2 separate regions of the Mus musculus genome follow, and region 1 is linked to region 2. Evidence: chromatin contacts called from public promoter capture Hi-C data. All regions are on one chromosome and are shown on one strand. The core of a region is the stretch at or near the end of the contact, and the rest is flanking DNA. Distances in the headings are between cores, read along the strand shown.

Evidence for each region. Promoter capture Hi-C pulls out the DNA fragments that hold promoters and counts their contacts.
Region 1: a promoter capture Hi-C map of hippocampal neurons shows a contact between it and region 2, with 6 times the contacts expected there. The contact joins the promoter of Them4 here to the promoter of Crnn in region 2. A contact is called at or near these places in 5 of 39 promoter capture datasets (the 3T3-L1 cell line, 3T3-L1-derived adipocytes, hippocampal neurons and 2 more).

Annotation. Positions count from the first base shown.
Region 1 is chr3:94,308,318-94,311,477 of GRCm38.p6, forward strand. It overlaps Them4 (thioesterase superfamily member 4), which reads left to right and starts at 1,815. Exons shown (of 6, transcript NM_029431.1): 1 at 1,815-1,971. The coding sequence starts at 1,900. Gm36010 (a long non-coding RNA gene) reads right to left here and starts at 1,736. Exons shown (of 4, transcript XR_867460.2): 1 at 1,555-1,736.
Region 2 is chr3:93,143,333-93,146,438 of GRCm38.p6, forward strand. Crnn (cornulin) reads left to right here and starts at 1,457. Exons shown (of 3, transcript NM_001081200.2): 1 at 1,457-1,506.

The DNA.
Region 1 (3,160 bases), core at 565-3,064, 1.2 Mb after region 2:
AGTGAGCCCTGAAGGCTTGCACCCTATAATGGGAACTGGAATTAACTCACAGAGCTAATGATTTCCCAATTGCAATCGGGACCTTGAAAGATGAAATCTAAGACAAGGAGCCACCCGACCAGATCCTAAAATTGCTACAAGTTTCTGGGCTAACAACTTACATACCTACCCCAACCACAATTTGGTTCTTACCCTGTACAATCTTGCAGCTATCCCTAGCCCCTGGAGGCAGTTCTCAGGATGTCATTAGACCACTGTCTTTCTGACCTTAGAAACTCAAAAATAAAGTCCCTAATCCCTTTCCTATTGTACTCTCGCTGTTGTCTAGAATTGTGGTATGTAACCAACTCTATTCCTTCATGTCAGGCACCTCTAGCTCTAGCCTCCAACAAAAGAGAAAGCTTTCAGATAAAAATGGGTGTCTTGGCCAGGCGTGGTGGCACACGCCTTTAATCCCAGCACTTGGGAGGCAGAGGCAGTTGAATTTCTGAGTTCGAGGCCAGTCTGGTCTACAGAGTGAGTTTCAGGACAGCCAGAGCTACATAGAAAAACCCTGCCTCGAAAAACAAAACACAAAAAACAAAAAACAAACAAAAAAAGGGTGTCTTAGGTAAAAGACAGAAGAACTTGAAGGCATATAAGACTCACTGTGAAACAGAGTAGAGAACAACTATTATTATTGTTATTTGACTTTATTTATATGGGTGTTTTGTCTGTGCACCACATGCATGCCTGGTGCCCACAGAAACCAAAAGAAAGAGAGGGTATCCAATCCCCTGGAACTGGAATTGCAAACAGCTGTGAGCTGCCATGTGGGCGCTCAGATTCTAACCATTGCTTTTAAACTTACGAACCATATCTCCAACTCAATGCAGATTTCTCTTCCTTTCTTTGTTTTTGTTTTGCTTTTTGTTGTTTGGTTTGGTTAGGTTTTTGAGATAAGGTATCATTATGTTGTCTTAGCTGGTTTGAACCACCCACCTCTGCCCCTAAGTGCTAGAATTAAATGCTTTATGACACCACTATCCAAATATTAGACTATCCACAACTCCTTCTATTAGTTTTTCATTTCCTTTGTAATTATCATTTTAAAACTAGTCAATCACAACAAACGCCGGGCAATTGGGGTCAGGGGAGCGTGGGGCAGTCACCACCTGTCCCCTGTGTGCTTGCTAACTGTAGTTGGATCTTGGTGCACCCTTTGACAAAAATAATTGCTTTGCTTCTGTATTCCTTTGTGGGACACTGAGATTCTTCTGTTCCCAGCACAGAAAGAACAAATCAGTGAATCAACGGATAGTCTTTAAACTAACAGGCTCCCATTAGACAGTTTGGGCTAACTCTATCGAGCCAGACCAAGAGCAATTTCTTTGATAGAGACGGTTCTTACTAGAGTAAAAGTTGATATACATTTTCAGTACACAGACACATATGCGCGCGTGCGGAGAGAAGGGGCACCTGAAGAGTGTACCTGTTAAATAGTAGAGACTGACAGAGTTTTAAATGTATGTGCACGTGTTCTACACCCAGAAGACCAACACCATCAACCCGCACCTAGTGGTTATCCACTCCTTGTGTGTGCTCCTGTTCGGCCGAGATGATGAGTCTTTCGCTGGCTGGAGCGTTAAACTGCCTGTGAACAAGGAACTAAACTAGGCTGTCTCGCTGCGCCAGTGCAGTAACCGTGGCTGAGAGCCGGACGCAAAATCTCCCGGAACCAAAAGCGGGTGTAGAGGATTCGGTCCGCCCGGATTCGGAGAGGCGCCAGCACTGTGGGCGGCGCGCGGCTCCGCCCTCCACCCGCCCGCCTCCACAGTTAATAGCCCAGAGTCGGCGTGTGGATAGTGTGGCTCTTTCTGGAACAGAGCAGAGAGCAGCGTCCTGCCCTCGGCTTGAGCAATGCTGAGAAACTGCGCTATGCGCCTGCGCACTCTTGGGGCCACGCCTGCGAGGCGGCCAGGAGCAGCTAGGGTGAGTCCCGGGACGCTTGCTTTCGTGGGGCGAGAAGGGGAGACAGCACGACCGAGACTAAGCTAACACCTGCCCCTGGCTGTGACGGGGCTCTTGGGCTCTTCTGCCCTGAGATTCGAATCGGGAGGAGCCGGAAGGGAAAGTGACTCAAGGTTGAACTAGGTCTGCAGGGATGGGATCGCCACTACTAAGACTGAGATAATAAGAAAGGATAAGCAAGGTCACCCAGAAAACTGTGAAAGAGCCATTATTGACCCCTGGAGAAGACCATTTATCCTTAGCAGGGATCTAATCCTGATAGACTCTGATTCGTTATAACCAATTCAGGAAGAAGTAGACTTCTGATTGTCAGATAATTACTCCCTCTCTAGCCCGTTTTCATCATCTTAGAGGATGTTATGAGACTAAATGAGATAATGCAAGGGAAGCATTTAGCATACCTGGAATGTAAATCTTAAATGTTGCCTGTCCATATTTTTATCCCTGCCTTTGTTCTATTGATGTAGTCAATACTTGTTGAGCTCCAACTCACGCCCGCGTGTGTGTCCGTGTGTACTGAAAATGTATATCGACAGTAAGAACTGTCTCTATCAAAGAAATTGCTCTTGGACTGGCTCGATAGAGTTAGCCCAAACTGTCTAATGGGAGCCTGTTAGTTTAAAGACTATCATATATGTCAGGTGTGATTGGCCACTGACGATAGGTCGTATTATAGTTAGCTAAGGGGAAAAAACGTTCCGCCCAAGAAATTTACGGGTTTAATTTGGGAGAATGGGATCAGTTTGCCAAATCAAATGTTTGTATACAATGTGTTGTAATAAAGAACGACAGCTGACAGGGAACAGCTCTGTATTGAGAAATGAAAAAGAACTTTGATTATTAGGGGAGTGGCATCTCTCTCAAGCTATTGCAGCTTCCTGCTAGACAATAAGAGGGCTGGAGGCCCTGGGTGATAGACACACACACACAATTTTAAAATAATGATGAATGTTGATGTATTGACATCAGCCAGGTACCATCTTGCCGATTAGAAAAGAAAATGATTCGTGCTAGTCTTACAACAACAAATATGAATTAGTTTAATTACATGTTGGAGCCTGGCAGTCTGTGCTGAGCTGAGAACATTACAGCATTAGTATTTGCAGGCCTTTTTTTTTTTTTCATCATGCTGCTTTTGATTTAGTAACGT
Region 2 (3,106 bases), core at 207-2,706:
AACGTCATGCAGATGGGAGACAGCAAGGCAGCAAAAGCCCTGCTACACGTTTCCAATGTGCTCTGATGACACCTTTATCTTCTGAGTTGGGACAAGCTACACATGTCAAGCTTAGCAATATATTCCAAGTTTAGTCTACAAGTCAAGATGGGGTGAAGTCAAATACAGGTGTAGAGAATAAATGGCTATTAAAGAACTAAGAATAGCTTGAGGTCATTTTGGCTCTCATTGTGGTAATTTAAGTCTGCAACCATGGAGGTATGATCAGCCAATCTTCAGAATATCTTCAAAATATGAGTGTTTTTAGAGAAACTCAATTACCATTGTTTGTTACATTGAAGATACAGCATCAGTGGACACCCTCTAGACACCCCCACTTCATCGTTATGGATTCCTCCATGAAGGAAAGGGCTAGTGAACAGGTATTCAGTAAGGGATGGGTTTGTGACTGCTGTCATGATGACAGATATTCAGACCAGTCAAAAAATCTTTAGGGTGAGAAGTCATCTGCCACCCAGCCTGAGAGAAGCCCTGGTATCTCTTCCACTAACCAATTGTGATCTGACAGCTGATGCAGATGATGCTGTGTTAGAAAAGACACCTGACCTAACAGATGGTGTTGAGTCCCTGAATTGTGTATAATGGCCTCCAGTGTGTGTGTGTGTGTGTGTGTGTGTGTGTGTGTGTGTGTGTGTGTGTGTTCGTGCATATATAGTTGACAAATATATTCCTCTTGTAGCCCAGAGACAGTGAGTATAAAATGGAGCAGGAGAGAACCCAAAGGAAGGTAACCTATTGTAAAAGCCCCATGCTCTCTTGGACTGAACTGATTGATACTTTCACCTTGGATATTGCTGTGAAGTTTTGAGGAAATGGGTTTCTATGAGTCAGTATGAAAAAGGTTCTTTCCTTTGGCCTTGCCTTTCAAATCCACAGGGCCACTGGGATCCTTCTGTCCAGTAAAGAGACCACGAATAATCACCTTAAGCCTTTTTCTTATCAGCTGTGAAAGAGAATAGAACATGTGTAAGTAACAGCAGCAGTATCAGAAAAATAAAAAAATACTCTGAAAAGAATAATCTTCAATAAGCGGATATGTTCTTGAATGCCTGAATGAAGAAACAAAGACTTCTCTTACTTTGCAGGTGATGTATCATATTCCCTGGGATCTCAGGCCTGTGCAAATTACTGCTGAGCCCAGCTCATTAGAAAGGGGTCTCCTAGTCATAAGGGGGACAAACATAACAAAAGACAGCTCCAAATGTGGTAGAAAGGGCTTGTAATTAGAGGAAAGCAGTCTTGGGTCAGAAGGTGAACTGAAGAAAAAAGGAGGTGGGGCTGGGCTGGGCTAAGCCTTGGATGAATCAAGCCTGCTTGTAGGGTGGAGACATCCTGTCTAAAATACATATGAGAGCCATTAAATCCTCTATAAAAGGTTCTTGTCCCTCTGACAAGTACTCTACACACTGCTTAACAGAAACTTGTCCCATCCTGCCTGAGCATTAGGTAAGTTCCCTCCAGAACTTCTTGCTCATTCTAGGTGTCTTGGCAAGCTGAGCTCATGAATTCAGAGCTGTCAGATCTGAGTTGTCAGATCTCAGTGCTTAGCTGGAGGTAGGAAGGGCCCCCAGAGAGCCTCAGGCAGACTAAAGCCAGAGCGTTTGGGAAATGCTGCTCTTCTGAAGCAACACAGCTTTCTCCTCTCAATGGGTCTAGCCTGTAGCTCTTCTCACTAGATGACATGGGCAGCAGCAATGGAGCTACTCACCACCCATGTACCATCCTGGATCAGCATAACTTCCTCCTCTCCTTCCTAAGGTTCTAGAAGTTTTGTTTCTGCCAACCCAGACAATAAGCTCAAGTTGCCTTATGGAGGAAGAGGCTATGCACTTCCTTCCTTCCATCCTCTCTCCCTCCGTCTCTTCCTTCCTTCCTTCCTTCCTTCCTTCCTTCCTTCCTTCCTTCCTTCCTTCCTTCCTTAAGTTGATATATAGGCAAGATGAATTTGTAGTTTCATTCTAAGAATCTGAATAATCACTAAAAGGATGGTTTTTTTTTTTCTTTTCATTATGTATAGTCAGTGACTAAAGACTGCCATGTGTTTTTAAAACATAGGGAAGTATTGAAGTTTTATGCCCTTAGGCACACAGAAGAAAGAGTTATTGACTCTTGGATCAGTAGAAAAGTTGTTCCTGAACAGTTCACCTGGAGTCTAGACTTCCTCAATCCTCTGACCACACTGACTTGCTTTTTCCTGAACCAGGACTCCTTCCTTCCCTCACTCCTTCCTTCTTTACCCATGCCATCCTCTACCCACAATCTCCAAGGTCCCTTCATTGGTTTTCTAGATGCTACAAGCTTCCGTCTTCCTTTGTCCTTGAACCTTGTCATCTTTGGCACCTCTCCTCTTTCTGGTCTCTCTAAGTCTTCTATTTAACACACATATGTCTCTTGCCCATTCAGTCACACCCATCTTCCCCTTCACCTACCTCCAAATTCCTTGGTAATGGAAATGAAAGTTTTCATTTTGGAAGAGCACCATCCATCACAGGTCACCAGTGCTTTAGACTTAATGGACAACTTGTCTGTTACAGAAACTGACTTCTCCGATAGATCCCAGGACTGAAGGCAGAGAGCATCTTGGACTCTCAGTTAAAAGGCCTCCTACCCCAGATAGCACCACTAACCCAATTCTCTCCAACAGTGCAGCCTACCTTCTTCTCCTTCCTGAATCCCTTGGCCAAGAACATTGAGAGGGTAGGGCTGGATCCTTGGAGGGTCTAACTGCTGTGTGTACTTGATGTTTTCTGTTGTTTCCAGTAGGACATTAACACCCTAGAGACAGGCAAAAGAAAAAAAGAAACTGTCCACAAGTATATTCTAAAGAAATATTTGCATTTGTGTTAAAAGAAAATAATGTGCGGCCTTCACAAATCTATCTCCTCTCAGCCTTTTCCCCCACCTATGAAAATAATAGTGATAATAAGGGTCATAAGCTATGTTACACAGGAAACTGCTTTGTGAGCAGTGCGTGTCTATAGTTGGACACAAATTATATATGTGTATATGTACATTATGATAATGATGGTGATGATACTTAATAGCT